Linked DNA regions of Mus musculus: regions 1, 2 and 3 are each linked to region 4. A link is a contact called in public promoter capture Hi-C data. All regions are on one chromosome and are shown on one strand. Each heading gives the region's core, a stretch centred on a gene start, on an enhancer-like site or on the middle of the called end of the contact. The rest is flanking DNA. Distances are from core to core; before and after follow the strand shown.

Evidence for each region. Promoter capture Hi-C pulls out the DNA fragments that hold promoters and counts their contacts. Capture Hi-C pulls out chosen DNA fragments and counts their contacts.
Region 1: a promoter capture Hi-C map of adipose tissue shows a contact between it and region 4. The contact joins the promoter of Hfm1 here to the promoter of Ephx4 in region 4. A contact is called at or near these places in 11 of 39 promoter capture datasets (the 3T3-L1 cell line, the HPC-7 cell line, cranial neural crest and 8 more), 1 of 484 Hi-C or Micro-C datasets (embryonic stem cells), 2 of 115 datasets of contacts at active chromatin or transcription factors (embryonic stem cells and fetal liver) and 1 of 9 other capture datasets (adipose tissue).
Region 2: a contact with region 4 is called in a promoter capture Hi-C map of adipose tissue. The contact joins the promoter of Rpl5 here to the promoter of Ephx4 in region 4. A contact is called at or near these places in 1 of 39 promoter capture datasets (pre-B cells), 1 of 484 Hi-C or Micro-C datasets (embryonic stem cells), 1 of 115 datasets of contacts at active chromatin or transcription factors (pro-B cells) and 1 of 9 other capture datasets (adipose tissue).
Region 3: a contact with region 4 is called in a promoter capture Hi-C map of hematopoietic stem and progenitor cells, with 2.9 times the contacts expected there. The contact joins the enhancer-like site here to the promoter of Ephx4 in region 4. A contact is called at or near these places in 6 of 39 promoter capture datasets (embryonic stem cells, hematopoietic stem and progenitor cells, liver and 3 more) and 1 of 115 datasets of contacts at active chromatin or transcription factors (effector CD8 T cells).

The regions. Positions count from the first base shown.
Region 1 is chr5:106,924,358-106,927,646 of GRCm38.p6, forward strand. Hfm1 (HFM1, ATP-dependent DNA helicase homolog) reads right to left here and starts at 1,533. Exons shown (of 40, transcript NM_177873.3): 1 at 1,412-1,533; 2 at 474-575.
Region 2 is chr5:107,898,904-107,901,982 of GRCm38.p6, forward strand. It overlaps Rpl5 (ribosomal protein L5), which reads left to right and starts at 1,625. Exons shown (of 8, transcript NM_016980.2): 1 at 1,625-1,743; 2 at 2,967-3,036. The coding sequence starts at 1,741.
Region 3 is chr5:107,697,499-107,700,437 of GRCm38.p6, forward strand. It overlaps 4930428O21Rik (RIKEN cDNA 4930428O21 gene), which reads right to left. Exons shown (of 3, transcript NR_045871.1): 3 at 714-2,057. Among named protein-coding and RNA genes, the nearest start is that of 4930428O21Rik, 4.5 kb to the right of the region's middle. RefSeq lists an enhancer at 1,076-2,939. Within about 2 kb of position 1,588, at least 48 of the 459 cell types and tissues checked have an H3K27ac peak or open chromatin away from gene starts, as enhancers often do. A contact at or near this core is called in hematopoietic stem and progenitor cells, where this site is marked.
Region 4 is chr5:107,402,072-107,405,225 of GRCm38.p6, forward strand. It overlaps Ephx4 (epoxide hydrolase 4), which reads left to right and starts at 1,442. Exons shown (of 7, transcript NM_001001804.2): 1 at 1,442-1,704. The coding sequence starts at 1,480. Gm17202 (a long non-coding RNA gene) reads right to left here. Exons shown (of 5, transcript XR_389494.4): 3 at 3,100-3,154.

The DNA.
Region 1 (3,289 bases), core at 283-2,782, 480 kb before region 4:
CTCATATACATAAAATAAATAAATAAATAATTTTTTAAAACAAGGAAACAGTAATCAACATTGTACGTGTTGTCCAAGAAGTTGTAAAATGTTTCCTGTCTAGATTCAGAACTATATTTTAATCAACAAAAGGTTAATAAAGTAAAAGGCATCAAACCATGTTTCTAGAGCTCTGCTACCTCAGAATGTAAATGATTTTAATACTAACATGTCTGATCTAATTTTTCATTCTAAAAGAAAGTGAAACAAATTAAAACTAATTTTAAATGTTACCCTGTACAAAAAGACCTCCCATGCACACAGTAGCAAGAACATTTTTCTGGTTTTAGTATAATAGTCGGTATAACTTTAGTTCAGAATAAAAACATCACATATATATTTTAATTCTGATGTACTCCAATGGGGGGAAAACTCTTTATCCAAAATTGTGCATCTCTCCATCTTGTATTCTTAGCTTTTTAAAAAACACTCACCTGTAATTGTTACTGTGTGTTTAGTTTATCTTTCTCCCTAGAAAGCAAAAAAGGGATGTTTGTTTCTTCTTCTTAATGTGCTTCAATAACCTGGAACAGTTCCTGGCATAGAGAAGATAACCCATAAAAATTCATTTTGGAATGAGTGCACTAGCAATCAATTTATAAAATAATTCTAAATAAAGCAATTTTAGTCAACTGATTTCCCTCAGTTAAGTTTGAATTTTTTATTTTTCTAGCTGGACTCTAAAAGATGGTGAATTTGGAATTTTCATGATGTAAATAAATACTTTTAAAAAACCATCCCTAAAATAAACGTTACATTTTGATGTAAGGTGATAACTTTTTAATTAAAGTTTTAAGTTTAGATATTCTAAATTTGTCTCAAAGTTCTTATTTCAGAGCCTCGCATAGTGGTACAAGCTTATAGTTCAGCCCTGGAAAGGTGGAGGCAGGAGGATCAATTTAAGGCCAGTCTCAGCCAAGGTCAGCTTGGGCTACATACACACACACACACACACACACACACACACACACACACACACACACAAAACAGGTCTCACCGTGTAATACAGAAATATAGTGCAAAATTCTGTAAGTGATATCGCCCCAAGTATTTTTAGAGTCCACACTGCGACCTGTTTTGTATGGCTTGTGGCTTGTAGAAGTAACACACACCTTTCTGTATTTCTGACAACCTTAGTATCTTATTCTCTATGATCTTTTACTTGTTGTATAAAAGTACTGGACAGCGGTTTCCTTATAATTTTTGCAACTGAAAACATACTTAAAGGCGAGTGGCTCCCAACAGCAACCCCAACAGTTGGGAGGTGGAAGATGAAGCTAGGCAGGGATAGCCTAGGCTACAGAGTGGGGACCTGTCTCAAACAAACTAGTACTTATGTCAGAAGCGCAGACGTCCACGCATAACAACCAACCCGTCAGAAATCATCCGCCGGTGCAGAGACCCAGGCCCAGCGACCACGCACCACAACTGAGCGCGAGGGGAGGACAGCGGACTAGAGAACAGACCGGCCCGGCGCGCTCCGGGCGGGAGGCTGAGGCGACGCGCATGCGCGCCTTCCCCGCCGCACCTCCGACCCCCGCACCGCACGGTGCGCCTCAGGCCTCAGGCCGCGCTCCCTGACGGGAATGTGTGGGAGACGCCCGCTCGCTCGCTCGCTCGCCCGCTGAGGGCGCCCGGCTGCCCGGCCCGGTGGTCCATACCCCACGCATCCCCTCCCCATCCCTCGCACTTCCCTCCCCGTCACGCGCCTCCTTCCCCACCTCCTCCCTCCCCGCACGCGCTTCCCTACCCACCCACCCTACCTCCCTCCTCTCCCCGGCCCCGCCACTGCTCGCTCACCGAGCCCCCCACGCGCCCACGCGAGGCGCGCGCGTCCCGCCCAGGCCACAGCCACCTGCCGGGGGGAGGGGGGCTGAGTCGAGCGCCGATTTACCGACCCTTCGAACGCCCCCCAAGCCCGGCTTAGTCAAACGCCTAAGAATGGATCGGCAACCCCCAGTCCCCTTCCCAGCCCAACTGTTTCCTTCAGAGATGTGTGGTTGGTTTTGATGGGCGCACCGCTAATCATTAAATAAATATCTTACCTTGGGGGTCCTCTACTGCCAGGCATTAGCTAGGCCGCAGCCCTGGAACCTCCATTTTCTTCCTACCTAAGTGTCTAATTTAAAATGGCACCCATTAGGTCACTGTTGAGCTACAAGACTGAGTTTAAACATTCTATCCAGAGAGGTCAGGAAATACATCTGATGTAAATATTTGATACCAAATATCAATTATTTATTTCCAGAGCGTGCCTATGCCTGGCCCCCAGCTCTTCTTTCTACACTCTATTTCCCTTAAGCAGACATTGACATTGTGTTTCGTTGTTTAACAGTACGATTAGAAAAAGTGTATGTTTAAAAACTTCAAGCAGATCTCTGCTGTATTTGAAGCATCTATTGTTAATTAGCGTGTATATATTTAAAAAAACACATACAAAGTGCTTTTTTTTTTCTATTGACTTAACGCGCAAGTGGCAGCTTTGCCCACCATACAAGTCATCTGCGCAGATCGCATAAAACACAGCAGCCTCTGAGCAATTCTGAGGCTTGTTAATGTTTTATTTCCCACAAGTGAGCACCCAAGCCACGATAGGCTCTGAATTTTCCCTTCCACAGAGCTTGCTGGGCACACCACAGGTCCTGGCTTCTTGGCCTCTGAGAGAACTAAGCTCTGCTGCTGGGAAGTCTCGCTCCTACACGTGCTCACCTCTGTACTCAGAGCAGAGGCAGAGCTGAATAACCCCTTCAAACCACAAAACTAATGTTTAGGTCTCACTTATAAACAGCTCCCTTCTGGCAAATTTTACATCCTAATTTCTAGGTTCTGAAATAGAGTAAAATCTTAAGCCAAGGAACTAATTTGAACTTGTTTATTATACTGTGAGTTCTATAATAGTTAATTTTCTTAAGATTTAAAAATTAGGACCTGGAGAGATGGCTCCGTAGTTAGGAGCACTAACTGCTCTTCCAGAGAGCCTGTTTGATTCCCAGCACCCCTGGGATGGCTCACAACTGTCTGTGGCTCCACTTCAAGAGAATCCTGTGCCCTTTTCTGACCTCTGCACACGATGCACAGATGTAGGCAGAAAGCCCATGCACATAAAATAATAAAAGGAAAGAGTAGACCTGGGCAGAGCCAGGGGATCCGCATTACCCATCTGCTCCTCTTGCTGCTTCCCTGGAGCAAAACTCAGCAGGTAATACCTTCCATTTTGGGTGAGTCATGCTATAAGGACAATTAGCACAGG
Region 2 (3,079 bases), core at 375-2,874, 500 kb after region 4:
CTGGAATCTCACCACAGGAATGCTGGGATTACAGGTACATACTCCATTCCTGGCTTTCCATAAGGGTTCCGGGGGTCTGACGTCAGTACATCAGGTTTGTATAGCAATCACTTTTACCTGCTGAGCTATCCATAAAAATACAAATATTTTTAAGGAGTCCCACTGCCCCTCCAAAATCTGAGCACCAGTGTCATAAAATGCTATTGCTAAAAATAATTGGGTACACAGAATTTGGGGAAGCAACTTTGTTTTGTTTTTTCTTTTCTTTCTTTCTTTTCTTTTCTTTTTTTTTTTTTTTTTTTTTGTTTCGTTTTGTTTTTTGAGACAGAGTTTCTCTGTGTAGCCCTGGCTGTCCTGGAACTCACTCTGTAGACCAGGCTAGCCTTAAACTCAGAAATCCACCTGCCTCTGCCTCCCGAGCGCTGGGATTAAAGGCGTGCGCCACCACGCCCGGCTAGGGAAGCAATTTTCAAATTGCATTCTCATTGACTTTGGTTTTCCGAGACAGGATTTCTCTGTGTAGCCCTGGCTGACCTGGAACTCACTTTGTAGACCAGGCTGGCATCAAACTCAAATCTGCCTGCCTCTGCCTCCCAGGTCGTGCACCACCACTGCCCGGCTCTCAGACTTTTTTTAGACTTTCTAAAGCTCTCAGCCTTATAACTGTTCTTTCACGTGTTTAAATAATTGTTTGTATGCATTTCTTTTCCTTCAGGCAGCCCAGGCTGGCTTCCAATTCACTAGGTAGCCTAGGCTAGCCTTGCACTTTCTGATTCTTTTTCCTCTCCCTTCTAAGTACTGAGGCTGCAATTCTTAGCTGCACACCCAGTCCTAAAAAGAAACTTCTTGAGGAAGGGGACTAAGAGTGATGGAGGAGGCGGCGCTCATAATGTCAGGAATTCTGGGGACAATGGAAGCATAAAGGCAACAGGAGAGTGCAGTGGGTTTTGTTTTGTTTTCACCATGTAACAGGTAACTAAGAATTGACTGGAGGTCAGCACTCTGAGAAGTGCTGGAGAATGAAAAGTATGCTTGAAGCAGATGTCAAGATGCTATGCAAAGGCAGAAGAGTCTCTTCTAACTCAAACTTGAGGCTCTGAGGCTGAGCTTCCCGGCGGCCCTGTGTGCTGGGAATTCCGAAATATATATTCCAGAAGTGAGTCAAGTCATGGAGAAGGCAAGATTTCAGCATAGGCAAATTCATGTATTTAACTTAATTTTTACCCCCTCCTGCTTAGAAAAATAATTATATAAGTGTGGTGTGTGTGCGTGCATGCCGAGCGTGTTTTTAAAAATGTCCTCCTGCCCGGTAGTGGTGGCACACGCCTTTAATCCCAGCACTTGGGAGGCAGAGGCAGGCTGATTTCTGAGTTCGAGACCAGCCTGGTCTACAGAGTGAGTTCCAGGACAGCCAGGGTCACACAGAGAAACCCTATCTCGAAAAACCACCCCCCCCCCAAAAAAAAAAAAAAAAAAGTCCTCGCAAAAAGCCTCTATTTCCCTTTCTCATCGCCCATCCTCCATGCTCGTTGAGAGGAGGAAGATGACATTCATCCTCCTACCGGCAGGGGGCGATAGCCCGCGCATCTTGAGGCCTACAGCCACTCTTTCTCACGTCGCTTGCGTGCTGGTGGTGCTACATACTGCGCATGCGTACGTGACTCCGGTCTTTTTCCCCCTTAGCGCGGCCGACTCTGCAGGTCTGCGTGGAGCCGCGGTTGCGGGTCTCTATTCCGCAGGATGGTGAGTGGGCATCTGGGTCTCAGGCCCGTGCGTGCACCGGGGTGCCCCCTCCTCTCGCGGATGCCCGCTCGGGGTCGGCTCGTGCGACCCGGGGGGCAGATGGCATTCGATTCCCGGCTCTGCGCCCGCCGTTCCAGCGTGGCCTAATGGCTGCCGGGTGCCAGCCGGGGGAGGGGCCGCGGCGGAGGGTGCTCGGGACGAGGCTTCCGAGTCCGGCTGCCAGCCGCAGTTGTCTCCGGGGTCGTCAGGAGGCCGTGCCACGGAAGCCCGAATCCCTCGGCCTCGCACAGAGCCCTGAAGCCGGGAGTGTCTGTCAGTGGAGGCCGTGGCGCTGCTGCGTCCCGGAAGGGATGTGGCGGCCCCTGGCTCTTCCTGGCCAGAGTCTGGCCCTGTTTTCAGAGATTTGCTGAGATCGGACTTGAGAGGTGGGGTGCAGCTCTTCATTTGCGAGGAGTAATTGTAGATCGTACTCTGCCATTTGAGCCCGGTTTAGGCAGGGAGGAAGTGAGCGCCGAGTGGTTGAACTTTCTCGGTGAGGTGTGCAGTTGTCGGCACAGATTGGCTCCGGTGTAGGTGATACATCCCGGCGGTTTGGCGTAGGGATCGATCAGTGGTACAGGAATTGAAAGATTGTTTAAAGGCAGTACGAAAATGTCTTTGTACCTGCAAGTTGTAGTAAGGAGCCTGCAGTTGTGGATGGAGCGACTTGGGTCGGTGCCCTATTCCGCCCAGCCATCTTTACGTGTTTTCTGAGGCTTAGTTAGGTGTGTTTGGCGAAGAGAACCAGTGCAACAGCAGTTCTCCATCTGGTTCTTAACCCATCTGTCAGATATTTGTATTAACGATGAATAACTACAAGATTAAATTAACGAAGCAGCAACGAGATTTATGGTTTGGGGAAGGGTCACCACAGCATGAGGAACTAACCTTATTAAAGGTTGAGCACTGCACAACAGCGATTCTTGTTTCCGGTCAGCTTAGAAACATGCTATAGAAGTTGACACTTGTAATAATTTGCTTTTGAAACTTGGGCATGATTTTGTTACATAGTTAAATAAAAAAATACAGACCAAAACCCAGGTGGTTCTTGCCTATTAATTCGGCGCTCAGAAACTACCAAATGCTAGGTCATGTTGGGCTACATAGTTGGCCTGTATCAAAAGAAAAAAGTCATGGGACGAAACAATTAGCAAAGCCCTGATAATTTTTTTTTTCCTTTAAAGGGGTTTGTGAAAGTTGTCAAGAATAAGGCCTACTTTAAAAGATACCAAGTGAGATTTCGAAGGCGGCGAGGTATGAACTTTTTCTGTTTTAGTTTCTGAAGACTGTTTCAAGG
Region 3 (2,939 bases), core at 338-2,837, 300 kb after region 4:
ACCCCCAGTTACCACATGATGGAAGGAGAGAACCGACTCTCACAAATAGTCCTCTGACTTCTACTAATGTGTGCACACACACATGCACACAAAATAAAATGTACTTTAAAAAATATTAACAAAGCCAGACAGACTACATAGTGAGAACCTGGTATCGTGTACCAGTTTCCTCCAAGATTGAAACATTCCATCCTGCAGAAAAGCATCCTAAGCAGGAAGGTATACAACTCAAATAGCCTCAGGAAGTCCCTGAAACTGACCAAAGCTAAAATCCCTCTCAGAAGGGCTAAGCTGCAAAGAAGACTCTGAGACCAGAACAGCTGCTTAGAAGAAGCAAAAACCAGACAAGCTGCATAGAAGAGGTTTAGACCAACTGAGGCAACTAGAAAGGACACTCTCCAACCTATTGAGCTGCCTGCAGGTGGTGCAGTGTGCTCCAGGTTCCTGGCTTCTGTGAGTTGACAGTCATGCTAGGATTCCTTTGGTAAATGCAGCTGTCTTTGAGTTATTTCTGATCCTGTAAGTCACCTCTCACCCATATCCCTGTAATAATCCCAATAAAACACATTGAGTCACCAAGTTGGATGATGGTGGAATCCCTACTTTGGTCTGTCATGGGTTCCCTAGCTGGGGTCAGTAGACATCTCTGTTCCACAGAAAAAGTTTTGTCACACAAAATCTGGCCAGCCAAGAATACACAAGCAAGACCTTTTCTCAAAATAATTTTTTTATTTTAAAATGATAAATTTTCATTTTAAAATTTTAAAACCAGCTCCTCACACTCTTCATATTTCAAATGTCTAATAACCATGTATGTGTAATACAAATATGCGCATGTATGTTTGTGTGTATAATACATATGTGTGCGTGTGTGTATAATACATATATGTTAATATATGTTGGTGTGTATAATACATACATGTGCATGTATGCTTATATGTATAATACATATATGTTCATATGTGTTTGTGTATATAATACATACATGTGCATGTATGCTTGTGTGTATGAAGGAGGCAGAAGCAGCACCAGGCAGCCTGCCGGGAGTACGGGCAACCCAGGGCTGAGTCACTCTGCCCCTAGATCAAGACCAGCCTAACTGTCAGAGGTAAATCTGCAATATTCTGGCCTGTGTCTTAGGGGTTTTGAAAAATCCTAACCATAGACACTGAGGAAAGAAACTAGGTTCTTTCTCCCCAGTTTTTTCCAGCTGTAAATAAATTTACTTTTTCTTTATCAAGTTCTGTTTCATAATTTCTCTTAGAAAATAGGGGAGCGGAAGTGGCAAGTAGCAGTCCTGACTCCCTGGAAACCCAACGGTTGTGTGAGACCAGCGGAGAGGTCTCCCAACCCTTCCCTGCCATTCTCAAAGCTCCCAGTGATCTTTGCTTAAGACAGGAAACCAATTCCTTGCCTGAGGCCTCCTAACCATTATAGTGACTCTCCTGCACCTGAGGCTTAGAAATGTCATTTTCTACATTTTGGTGGGTTGGTGGCTTTCGTCCTTAGCCGCTACGGCCTTACACTTTATTATCTGCATTCACAATCAGGAAGCTACGGTACTTCCTGAGACAGTGCTGGGTACAATTTACACAATACAAGTTCGCTTTCTTCACCCTGGAGTAGGTCGGAGCTCCCGGGAGGGAGGGCTAGCTAACCTCCATCCAGTTTTCTACAGGTTGAGTCCAACAGTTCCCTGTGGCTTCTAGATGCTTCTGCTTCCTGAACAATGTGGTTGGGGAATTTGGAAAGAAGGTGTTGATTGTGACTGGAGTCTAGAAAACCGTTGTGGGGGAGGGCATTTATCAACTTAGTGGAAGTAACTCTCCAAACTGCCCTCCACCACTAACAGGTACATTGCCAGGGCCAATCAGCAGGCCACAAGGGAACTCAACCCAACAGAAGTAAGTAGGAAGAGAGAAGTCACAGAAGAGTCATTATCTTCAGAGATTTCCATCCTTTGGCCAAAGAGAGTCAGGAATGTACCGAGGAGAGCTACCTACGATGCAGGGCTTTCTTGCTGTGATTCACTCCCAAGCCGAGAGCATCACCATGCACTTAAAAAAAGATAAATAATAAAAGTTATTTCTTTGTGCAGGATGTTGATTCATGCTGCAATCTTAGCATTCAGAAGTCTAAGGCAGGAGGATTGCTGTGACTTCCAGGTCAACCTGGACTAAACAGCAAAACTCTGAGTCAATTTATTAACACACACACACAGACAACAACAACAACTGGGCCTTAGAAAGATGGTTCAGTGGATAAAGGAACTGCTGAGCCTGATAACCTGTGCTTGACTCTCAGAACCCACATAGTGGAAGGAAAGAACTGAGTTCTATAAATTGTCCTCTGACCTCCACATTTTGTAATGTGGCATATGCACACATGCACACACACTCACATACACAGGTACATGAAGGGGGCACAAAATAGATAATAAATAAATAAGTTAAAAACTAGAAACTTAGCCGGGCGTGGTGGTGCACGCCTTTAATCCCAGCACTTGGGAGGCAGAGGCAGGCGGATTTCTGAGTTTGAGGCCAGCCTGGTCTACAAAGTGAGTTCCAGGACATCCAGGGCTACAGAGAAACCCTGTCTCAAAAAAACCAAACCAAAAAAAAAACCAAAAAAACTAGAAACTCCTTGCTGGCCATAGGTTGCAACTTTTCTGATAAGTTGGATCCCCTAAAGATATTGTGTCATGACGCTGTGACTGAGTTTGTGTGCTGGGAATCTTCCAGGCCTTCATTTCCAGAGTCATGTCTTTGTCTCCTTATTTTATTTTATTTTATTTTATTTTATTTTATTTTAAGAAGATTTGAAGGTAGGAAAGGGGCAAATACCCAAGTCAGAGTATGAGAATGCTTAAGAACAGAGAGAGCTATATGATCAGAGAATAATGCAAATAGAGCTGGTGAGGTAACTCCATAGATAAGATG
Region 4 (3,154 bases), core at 192-2,691:
AAGCCTGTAAAAGCAACCCCCCCCCACAAAAAAAACAACCCAAAGAACAAAAGCATTTGTGGATATAGCCCAGAGCTAGTGAATGCAGGCCCACCACCCCTGCTTCCATGGGGGTGGGGCAGGGATCAACACCAAGCAGAAGATTTGTATAGACACTTTGTCGAGAAAAGTATAGCTGAGTGACATGTGATCACACAGAAGATGCCTGGTACTATTCGCCATTAGGAAATAAATGTAGGCTTTATTCTTTTTATTCATTATTTAACAGTAATTAACAGTAATAACGCGGTAGCCTTTGTGGCATATTCAGACATATGTGTCATTAAACTTTGTTCTAAAACATTCACTTCCCCAGCTGCCCTCCCCCATGCTCTGCCCTCAGGCAGCTCCTTCCTTCCGGAAGATAGTGCCTCTTATTGAGAATCAAGGGTTCACTCTGCACCTCTGGAACAAATGAAATTAAGAGTTCAGTACACAGTGCTTTAAAGAATGGGACCCAGGCTCTAAGCAACACCTCTAGCACCGAGCAGTCATTCTGGAAGCCAGTTTGATTCTGTCGCAGAAAGCCAAAGGTACACTTACCCACCTTATCCCACTGTCTCATTTCTAGGTGAAATAGGAAAAAAAAAACGTTCACACAGAAACATTTTATGTAGATACACTTATAACAGCCCTAAGCTATTCAGATGGAAGGAATGAGTAGAGATGGCTCACCAGTTAAGAGTACTGGCTGCTTTTTCAGAGGACCTGAGTTCAGTTCCGGAGGTGAGGGGTGCACAGTCACCTGTAACTGCATCTCTAGAAGGACGGACGGACGGACGGACGGACACACACACACACACACACACACACAAGGGAGGTCAGGGAAGAGAAGGGAAACAGGAACGTAAAGGAAGACTAAGAAGAATGAATGTTTCTTAACGGGGCGGGGTGGGGGTAGGGCTGATAAACTATTGTAGAGTTACACCAATGGGGGCGGGAGGAGGGAGGGGGAGGGGAACATTAAGAAGAGAGGGAGGAGGGAGGAGTCCTTGCTAAGGGTAGGGACAAGCTAATTGATTGCTTGTGCCTTGGTGTAAAGTGCCTTTTTGCTTTTTCTGGCTGGGGTGTTTGGTAACTTTGAACTCAGTTAAGAAACAGTTAATATCTGTAAGAGATTGTGTTAGGGATGCCCACCTGAAGAAATAATTACCACAGTTCAGTACAAAAGTCCCTCCCGCCCTCCGCGATTCTCACATCCGGGAAAAGGTCTGCGGCTTCTGGGACCGGGGCGCTGGGACCTGTTCAGAGCCCGGAGCTTCGACAGGACCTGGGGATGGCGTTCGGCGTCGCCTTCATGTCGCTCGGCTCTAGCGACGTGGCACGGGAGGACAGCCCGGGCCTCGCCCTGCGCGGTCCCCGAGGCCCGGGCGCGCGGCGTGTGCGGGGCGAGCGGGCGGGCGCGGGAGGGACGCCGCAGCTCGGCTCCCGCAGGCGCCCATGGCCCCGCCGCGCCCGCCCCGCCTGCTGCCCGCGCTGCGCGCCCTGCTCTACTGGTCCCTGGTGTACGGCTACTGCGGGCTGTGCGCCTCCGTCCACCTGCTCAAACTTTTGTGGAGCATCGGTAGGGCGCCGGCGCAGACCTTCCGCCGGGCGGCCCGGGCCAACCCTCCGGCGTGCCTGAACGACCCCTCCTTAGGGACTCACTGCTACGTGCGCATCAAGGTGAAGGCCGACGCGGGCCTGGAGACAGGGGAGGGAGAGGGACGCGGGTGGGGAGCCCTGGAAGCCGCGGTGCCTAGGGCGCCGGGCCGATTGTTCCTAGATGCGTCCCGATGGCTGCGGGCACCCGGAGGACCCCAGGGGGAGGCAGGAGGGACCTGGCCAGGGGCTGTTCCGCGGGTCAGTATCATGGCTTTCCACTCTCTCCTTAACCTATGTGTGTGTGTGGAGGGGGGGAGGTGCGTGTTTCAGAACGTGAAATTTCTCTAACTGGATCCTCCTCCTGCTGAAGCAACTCAGAATAATTCTGCTCCCTCTCCTACTGCAAGGAGAAGCTATCTCCTGTTACCTTTTTTGCCTTTTAGGGCTCAGATCAGTTGCAGGATAATGCTCCTGGCGGTGCCCTGCTGTCCAGATTTTGAGATGGAGGGAGTGGACAGTTCTTTGGAAAGTCATTTCTAATCTCAGATGACCTAGGCAGCACTAAAGGATAAGAAATGGTTTGTGTTTGTGAGGAAGGAAGTAGGTGCAAAAAGTCAAAAATAGGAGAGAATGGAATACAAAGTAGGTACCCACTTCTTAATAAAGCTCCATTCTCTGTGCTTAAATAAAAGTGTCAACCGTGCCAACAGATTTTCATTGTCCGTCCTCGTCCAAGCTTCTGTCACAGCCCACAGACGGTCTATTTCCTGATGCCAGGTGGTGGAGTGATACAGTCTCTGTGATACGACCTACAGTCTGACTCACAAGCCTTTCAAAGGCAACATACAAGGAGATATTTGTGTTACTGAGTCCTGCCTGACGTTTAATCAGCAGCTAAACTCCCCAGCAACTGGGATTCAGAAAGGCAAAAGGAGCCTGAAACTGATGTGAGAATTAAGTATGTTCATGTTTCGAGAAGAAGGAGAGGAGGAGGAGGAGGAGGAGGAGGAAGAGAACCACAAAGAAAAAGAGAAGAAAACATAGGCCAACGGACCTATAACTTAGTATAATTTATAATTCATCATTATAATTATCAACCTGGCATATACCCAGTGCGATAAAATCTTTATTAAATCCAATCTGGTGGCCCTGGCATTTTATTCTTCCAAGACTCACCACCACTAAAATAATTTTTAAAAGATAACAGCCAAGTCACATTTGTTAATTCTGTCCAACTTAAGGATGAAACACAGCTTATGACTCTTCCTGGATTCCTCAGAATTACTCTCTTTTCCCCTCAAAAGCAGAAGGAAGAAATAGTGGTGACTCTAGTCACCTGTATACTTCATTCCTCTTAACTTGTTTATTTAGTGACGCCGGGGGACACATTGGTCATGCCAGGCGAGTGCTCTGCCACTGAGCTACATCCTTAGCCCGCTCATGACTCCCATGACCTTCATGACTTATGTGACTTACTTGGACCTCATTTAGGGGAAGGGACGGCAGTGCTGGGGACTGAAGCTCGGGTCTC